Regions from separate parts of the Mus musculus genome. Here region 1 is linked to region 2. The links are chromatin contacts, called in public HiChIP or PLAC-seq maps. All regions are on one chromosome and are shown on one strand. Each heading gives the region's core, a stretch centred on a gene start, on an enhancer-like site or on the middle of the called end of the contact. The rest is flanking DNA. Distances are from core to core; before and after follow the strand shown. Region 1 overlaps Pitpnc1 (phosphatidylinositol transfer protein, cytoplasmic 1). Region 2 overlaps Bptf (bromodomain PHD finger transcription factor).

Region 1 (4,172 bases), core at 118-2,617, 350 kb after region 2:
AGATGGAGAGATGGGGACAGGGGGAGAAAAGAGGAGGGAGGGGAGAGACACAAACTCCAGAGGGAGTGTGAGAAAGAGGCCGAACCACTGTAAGTAATGGCTAATTTTAAATACACTCACCCATCTCAGAAGTGCTTTTCTTGAGGAGCCAAAGGGGGATTACTCCATTTAGACAACTAATAGCCTAATTATTATTTTTTTAAACACAAAAAGCAACCAGCAAGCTCTTTTTCAGCCAGATCTTGGCAAGAAAACACATCTCCGTACAACCATATCTACAGACCGTAAGTCATCCTGTCCAAAACCGTAATGACACTGGGCTATGTCCAAATTTCCGTCACACACAATCCAAAAGATGTGAACAATTGAATCGTGACTCTGTGCACTTTTCATTTGGACACTGTGCCTTTATAAGAGAGGGAAAACAACCTAACCAAAAATAATAGGCTTTCAAGCCAGGTGTGGTAGGTCACACCTGTAATCGAGCACTCAGGAGCTCTGAGACTGGAGGACTGCAGGAAGCGTGAGGCCAGCCTAGGTGACAAAGTTCTAGACCAAGGTGGGCTACAGAGCAAGAAACAAAACCAAACCAAACAAAAACAAACAAACAAACAAAAATCCACAGGTGGGTGGTAGAAGCAGCTCAGCAGTTAAGAGCACTTGTGATTCTTACAGAGGACCCAGGTTCAATGTCTAGGACCCAGATGGAGGCCCACGAACCGTCTGTAACTTCATTGCCAGCTGATCCAATGCCCTCTTCTGACCTCCATAGGTAGCAGCCACCAAAGTGGTGCACAAACACATATGCAGGCAAAATACTTGTAGCCATAAAACAAAAATAAACTTTAAAATAATAATCATTAAGGAAAAAAAAAAAAACCTGCCGGACATGGTGGTACACACCTTTAATCCCAGCACTTGGGAGGCAGAGGCAGGCGGATTTCTGAGTTCGAGGCCAGCCTGGTCTACAGAGTGAGTTCTAGGACAGCCAGGGCAATACAGAGAAACCCTGTCTCGAAAAACAAAACAAAAACAAAAACCAAAAGTTCAGTGGGGGGAATAAAAAAAGATTTGCCCCCATCTTCAATAGACTGGGGCTAAGTCTCCAGCGTACAAGGTGTAACTCATGCCCCAGTAACCAAAAGCAACTCAAGTTGCCAAGCTTTCTGCCCGTGGGAGGGTTAGATAACCACTTCCTTATCTCTCACCCATGTCATTAAGCTAAAGGGCTATTTTCGAAGCGTGCTTTGAGTACTGAGAAAACCACACTCAGCAAACGGGGATCGTGAAAGAAGGTGGTGTGTATGTATGTGGTCATTTCAGAACAGGGCAAACTCAGCAAAACCTTCCTGTGAAAGAGAACCACTGACCCCAGCGAATCACACATTCCAGGAGACACGCGCCCAGTGGGGGCTGGCTCAAGCACAAGGTTCTCTCATCTGGCAACTGCAGTCTTCAGAAAAACCAGCGGTCCAAGCAATAGAACAACAGTGGCCACCAGATGGACGAAAGGACAACTCCATGTGTGTGACCCATACATATCACCTGTAGTCCTGGCTACTTGGGAGGCTAGGGAGGACAGCTCATAAGCCCTGGAGCTCAAGAGCAGCCAGAACACACGCTGGTGCACACCTTTAATCCCAGGAGGCAGGGACGGGCAGATCTCAGTGAGTTTGAGGTCAGCAGGGTCTACACGGCAAATTCCAGACCAGCCAAGGTCCGCACAGACAAAACCAGCCCAAAAAACAAAGTTAGGCTCTGTGTCACAAAAATAAAGACGGGGAGGAGGCGGAAGAGGGTTGGCAAGATGGCTGGGCTGCTTGGTGAGTAAGGGCGCCTACCCCCAAGCTCAGCAACCTAAATCCAATCCTGGGGACCCACAAGCTGCAAGAGGAGAACCAGGTCCTGCAAGTTGTCCTCTGATCCTCAAACATATACATACAATAAAGTAACTACAGTAAGATGTAATGAAAATTGTAATATCTAATGAGGGGCTCCGGGTGTGGCTCAGTGGTGGGTACAAGTCGCTGGATTCAATCCTCAGTACCGACAAAATAGATGATGCTGATGCCGATGCAGAAGATGGTGATGGAGAAGATAGTAAAGCTGGGAAACGGAAACACCCCGTTTTCTCCATGGAGTGTCACTGGGTATGTCCCCCACACTCCAGGGCAGGCCCCACCGCCCAGGACTAGTTGGCTGACACAAAACAGACTCCACTTTTTTTTTTGTAGTGGTTTATCTTACTGGGTTTTTTTTTTTAATTGTTGCTGGTGTTGGTTTTGATTTTCTCTTTCGTTTTCTCCTGTTTTTTTGTTTTGAAAGAGCTAAAGGGAGAGGAAACTTGAAGTTGGGTGGGTGGGGAGGTGAGGAGGAGCCAGGAGGAACTGGGGGAGGGAAAGGAGCATGATCAAGATACCGTTTGAAGATATCAAATAAAATAAAAGCCTAGCGAGCGAGCTTCGATGGTTGGAGAGTGAACCAAGAGCCCGATCTGTAGACATCCTTAAGAATGACAAGAAGGAAAATGTTACAATGTTCATGTATTAATAAGCCATTATACTGACTTGAATTACTTTTTTTCTCCTGGGTTAAACATTTATAAAATTCTAAGAAAATAAGGTAACATTTTAACCGTACTTCCTCACTGAGAAAAGGAGTCCAATTAAAGTCTGTTTCTACCTTGTACAGGAGTAAAAGCACTATCTCTAATCAAATATTCTGCCCGCCACTTTAGCAGTAACAATGCGTCAAAAATTCATGGGATTTTTTTTTGTCTTAGTTAAGTGTTTTAAAGCCAATACACTTTTTTTTCCCTGTGTGAGGATAATATAGCAGTTTCTCTGAATTGAGACAGTAGCGATTTGGCAAAGGTCACTAACTGGGGGGCTGGAGAGATGGCTCCACAGTCAAGAACACATACTTCTCTTCCCATGGAGCCAAAATAAACTTTTCTGCTCTTTAAGACGGTTGCCTCAAGCATTTTGTTATAGTGGCACATGTTTGCTGTCCACCCATGCCACTAAAAACAATGAAGATAGCTAAGCTCGGTGGTACATGACTCCAGTCTGGATGGGAGAAGCAGGGAGAGCTCTGTAGGTTTGAGGCCAGTCTGTTGTTGTAGTGCATTCCAGACAAACTCAAAAAAAAAAAAAATGTTAAAAAGAAAACGGAAAACGTCCATGGATACCTGATTTGGCTATCAGCACTACTGAAATAAATTTCTTAACATAAAATGAGGTACACAATCCTTAGCTGTAAGTGTAAACCCTGGATATTTGTGTGTGCTGCGGGGGTTGGGGTGTGTGTGTGTAAGCACTCGGGTATGTGAGGATGCGTGTACCGATGCATCACCCGAGCAGAGAGGCCTGAGGAAGATGTCAGGTGTTCTGCTCCATCAATCTTCATCTCTTTCATTCATTCCATTCATTCCCCTGAGACAGGGTCTCTCACTGAACCTGGATTTGTGCTGGAGGCCAGCAAGCCTGGGAGTCCTCCCGCCTCCACCACTGCCCGGCCCCCCTCAATACCCCAATACACACAGTGGCATGCCCAGGTATTTGTTGATTTTGCTTTGAGACAGGGTTTCTTTCTCTGTGGAGCCCTGGCTGTCCTGGAACTCACTCTGTAGACCAAGTTGGTCTTGAGATCTGCCTGCCTCTGCCTCCCAAGTGCTGGGATTAAAGGCATGCGCCACCACTGCCTGGCGGTTGTAAACTGTTTTAGGAGGCAATGCTAAGAACAATGAGTCAGGGCTGGAGCTGGGGCTCGGTGGTAGAGTGTGTACATCAGCCATATCTATATAGATCCAGCCTTGTACACATGAGGTCGTAGGTTCAATCCCCGGTACCGGAAGAGGGGTGGCACATGCCTGAAACTCTGCTGAATATCATCTCTGGGGTGGTAAACACGAACTTCTGAGAGGTGCATTTTGATCCCCTCTGAGCCCTCAGACCTCCCAGTCTGCTTGCTTGCAGGTGAAGGGCCTGACGTTTCCAGAAGCCTGGCGTGGCCTGTCTCTTCCCAGCGCTATTTTCAGCAGCAGCTAATTTCCATCAAGACACAGGTGCTCCGGAGTTCCCAGCCCCGCAGATGATACCTCTGAAAGCCAAAGGCTTCTGCTGCCATTAAAAGGAATGATTCCCAGGAGCGTAGGGGTGGTTCTCTTACAA
Region 2 (3,909 bases), core at 651-3,150:
TCTCCTTCCTTCCCTCCCTCCCTCCCTTCCTTCCTATGAGTTCTGGTAAAGTTTCATGAAAGAAGAACATCCTTTTACTTTCTTTCTTTAAGTGTCGGTTTTACTCTCCCCAGTCCGCTCCGGCATGCCTCTAATACCAGAATGACCTGCATCAACGGCAGGTGCACACTTGGCAGCATTTTCCGCATGCTTTACCCACTTTGGTATGACTGTTGTGGAAGTGATGGACACCAGTTTTGGCCAACATGACATAGTATTCTATTTCAGATTGCTTCCAAGCTGGGCCCTTGTTGGCAAGGATAACCAACTTTGCTTTGCCTGTCTGATCATCCTCAGAGTACGTTTGTCCCAGAGCATAACTTTCCATTTTTCATAACAAGTCCAGAACTGATCAACTCCAGAGGCCTCTTCATCTTCTTTGCAGCCACCATCTTCCTGTCTTAATGCAGGACAGCGTCCAACAAAGAGCAGCTGTCAAGATGACCAGGAGCAAGTCTACTGAGTTCTTATGATTGGTATGACAATGATCTTATTAATCTAATTTCCAAAGGTAACGACGTCAGCCTTCTCAGCTCTTAAACACAATGCCGTGTGAAACAGACAGTTTCAAGTGCTCAGTGAGTTCTAAGTGCCTGAGAGTTATACATAATTCCACCTATCCCGTGACCTGGCTGGCCTTGAATTCCCTGTTTCACTTCCCACGGACCCTCTTCTGGCCTCCGTGGCACTGCACTCCTGTGTACATACCCATACACAGATACACACACAAACACACACATGCACACGAAAGGGAGGAGGCAATTCAATGACCTAGACAGGAAAGACACTTGTCCGGAGACATGATGCCTGAGTGTGATGCTCTGAAGCCACATGGTGGGTAACTCCCAAGGTGGCTTCTGCACACACACACACACACACATGCACACACACACACACACACACATGCACACACATACACAGACAAACTCAGAAACAAAATAAATAAATGTACATTTTAAAAGAATTAAAGTGTTGGGGGAGAAAGCACACTTGGTAAGTGTAAGAATTCACTATGTGTTGGCGGAACACCATCCAAGAACTAAACTCCAAGAAAATGAAAGGAGTCTTGTGACCTCATTTTCTCCTTGGAATGTGCTGCTGTGTCCCTTGCCGGTGTGGCAGACCCGGGTGAGTTGTTACTTGTTTATTTCCTCTGTGGAAGAGCATGTTTCTGCCATGTGCACACAGCCCACCATGCAAGGCTTACCCTTGTAATTGGACACTTTACTCATGTGACCCTTAAACCTCGGAGTACAAATTGTCTAATGCTCTGGATAAAGCGGGCTTTGTAGTCTGTGTCAATTTTAGACTCCATGCATCCAGGTTCACACTGCTAGCTAGTGGTAAACAATTATGAAATATGATATTACAATAAAATAAGATAGTACAATAGGAACAAATTCAACTAGATGGACAGTCTGTTGATTTCTTAGGGTTTTTTTTATTATTATTATTTATAGCTGCATCCCTGGAACTTGAGTGACAGGAGCACCTAGAAGGGTGCTCAGAACCAAACCTGGGCCCTCTTTAGCTGTCAGCAAGCTCTAAACCAATGTGCCATCTCTCCAGCTCCACATTCTCTCAGCTTCCTCAAGCAACGGACAAACTACTGACCGTGTCCCTAACAGCTACAGGATATGTGGATCTATTCTGATCTCTGAGGACTTTCTCCTCCACAACAAACTCACTGCTTCAGGCAGAAGTCCATTCTGCGCTCAGTTGCTTTAGTAAGTTTTTACTAGAAATGAAATTACTCAAACCTGTAGTAATTGCATCAATTCACTCTGATTCTGTCTGCTGGCAGGATGTGGGCTATCTGCAACACCTCCTCCGTGCACGCCCTCCAATCTGCTCACAGCAGCCATACTTCTCAGTTCTCCTCTCAGGCACATTCAAATGCTCACACACTCGTACCACCTCTCACCGATTGCTCTGCACTCCTCACTTCCTGTTGACACCTTTCTAAAAATGGGGTGGCAGCTACCTCTCATTCTGCTCATCAAAAATACATACTATTCACACTGACAGCTTTTTTTCTGGAAGTAGAATAAACTCAATACCAACACAGTAGCAAAATTATAAGCACACTGGCTGGGGCTGTCAGAACAAGTCACCTCTCACACTGATGTTCCAGGGTTGCGACAGTTCATCTAAGCAAATCCTCTGCCCAACTGCAAGAGTGGCAGCTTCCTCTCTGCTGCATGCATACACGCTGACCACGACGGCTCTGGGGCGCGAGGAAGCTTTGGTTCTCCAGGCTCACTGGAACTGGCCCAGCTGCCCCAAGAGTGCCCACTGCCAAGTGTCCCTACCACTTCACAGGGTGACAGGAGAAGGCTGAGTGGGAAGAAAAAATTCTTGCCTAAGTACACCTATGAGAAATATACATTCCGGGTGTATGCTTTTACAGTTTGGCTTTTACTAGACTCCATATTAAGGGGGACTGACTTTGGAAGCTCAATAATAAGTTTGAAAGTGACTCACAGGAAGTTTGAAGTGTCAACAAATTCACAGAAGAGTAATTAGTAATGGGCTGAACACCTGCCCCCAAATCCAGGTCCACCTAAGCCTTGTTTGGAAGAAGTATTTAAGTGCAGCTTTTGAAATGAGATCATCCAGACTCCAATGACCTCACAAGAGGAAAGGAGGAGGAGCAGAAAACATACTAACTCGTTGGCCAGGCCTGTGCAAGAGCTACAGAGGACAAGGCAGTCTCCAAGAGCCTTCAGGAGGAGCCTGGCCATTCAATAAAGTCCTATCTGTAGTGTTCTGTCAAAGCAGCCCCAGCAGGTGCCCACATCTCAGTATCAAGAAGTAGGGTGCTGCTGTAAACAACAGAGATGGAAGAGGTTTAAGAATAATATTGGGAAACTGATAGAAAAGGCCGGGACTGCCTTGAAGCAAAGGAGATCTGCCGAGGAGAAAGGACTGTCTCTTCCAAAGCCTTGCTGACACCCTAAGATCTGACTTCACTCCTGCTAGAGTTGTGTCATGGTGGCCCTCCTCTAACAGCACTAACATTGTAACCAGTGCTTGGCTAGCATCCATCCCCAGAGCCCTAGGGTCTGTCTTCAGCACCACAGCTGTGGTGATTGTCACTACAGATGGGGCAGATTTCTCAAGCACTTCCTGAGGGGGAGCTCAGGGGCAAAGAGGCTTCTGAGAAGGCAAGGCCTGAAACACAGCACACATAAGCAGACACCTGGAGGACAAGCGGCTTTAGGTGGTGAGAAGAAGGGCACTGAATGGGCAAAGTTAAGGACCTGAGCTACATTTTAGTGCTTACTAAGTAAAGGCAATGACGGAAATCATCTATGAATTGCTAAGACTAGAATTAAAATATGGGTCCTCTGAGATTCAACATTTTAAATTTCTAGGCTCCCAGTGAAAAACGTACCATACCTCTACTTACAGTAGGTTGACCGAAGTTGACATCACTCTGAAACCTTCCCCAGCTTGTATACATACTCTACTACAAGGGACACTTAACCTGAAAGCATTTTAATCTAACTTTTATAAATGATGCAAAGATCTTTTAGATTTACTTCTAATTATTCACATAGACACTTGTATCATAGCACTATAATGTTTGAAGATTCCTCACTAATGTTATACAAAAAATACTCAAAACATCAGAGCATTAGAAACTTACTGCTTGTCAGGTCAGTGGTGCTGGGACCTTAACCACAGCACTTGGAAGGCAGAGTCAGGCCAATCTCTGTGAGCTCCAGGGCAACCTGGTCTACCTAGGAATACCTTGTTTCAAAACTACAAAACAAGAGCTAAAAAGACAACTCAGTGAGTTAAGAGCACTGGCTGCTCTCACAGAGGACCAGGGTTCCATCCCCAGCACCCACACGGAAGATCACA

The links. HiChIP or PLAC-seq counts read pairs in DNA pulled down with a chosen protein or histone mark.
Region 1: a contact with region 2 is called in an H3K27ac HiChIP or PLAC-seq map of microglia, with 7 times the contacts expected there. The contact joins two enhancer-like sites. A contact is called at or near these places in 1 of 484 Hi-C or Micro-C datasets (CD4 T cells) and 2 of 115 datasets of contacts at active chromatin or transcription factors (embryonic stem cells and microglia).

What each region holds. Positions count from the first base shown.
Region 1 is chr11:107,450,019-107,454,190 of GRCm38.p6, forward strand. The region is part of intron 1 of Pitpnc1 (phosphatidylinositol transfer protein, cytoplasmic 1); the gene reads right to left. Among named protein-coding and RNA genes, the nearest start is that of Pitpnc1, 19 kb to the right of the region's middle. Within about 2 kb of position 1,368, at least 112 of the 459 cell types and tissues checked have an H3K27ac peak or open chromatin away from gene starts, as enhancers often do.
Region 2 is chr11:107,100,796-107,104,704 of GRCm38.p6, forward strand. The region is part of intron 2 of Bptf (bromodomain PHD finger transcription factor); the gene reads right to left. Among named protein-coding and RNA genes, the nearest start is that of Bptf, 29 kb to the right of the region's middle. Within about 2 kb of position 1,901, at least 146 of the 459 cell types and tissues checked have an H3K27ac peak or open chromatin away from gene starts, as enhancers often do.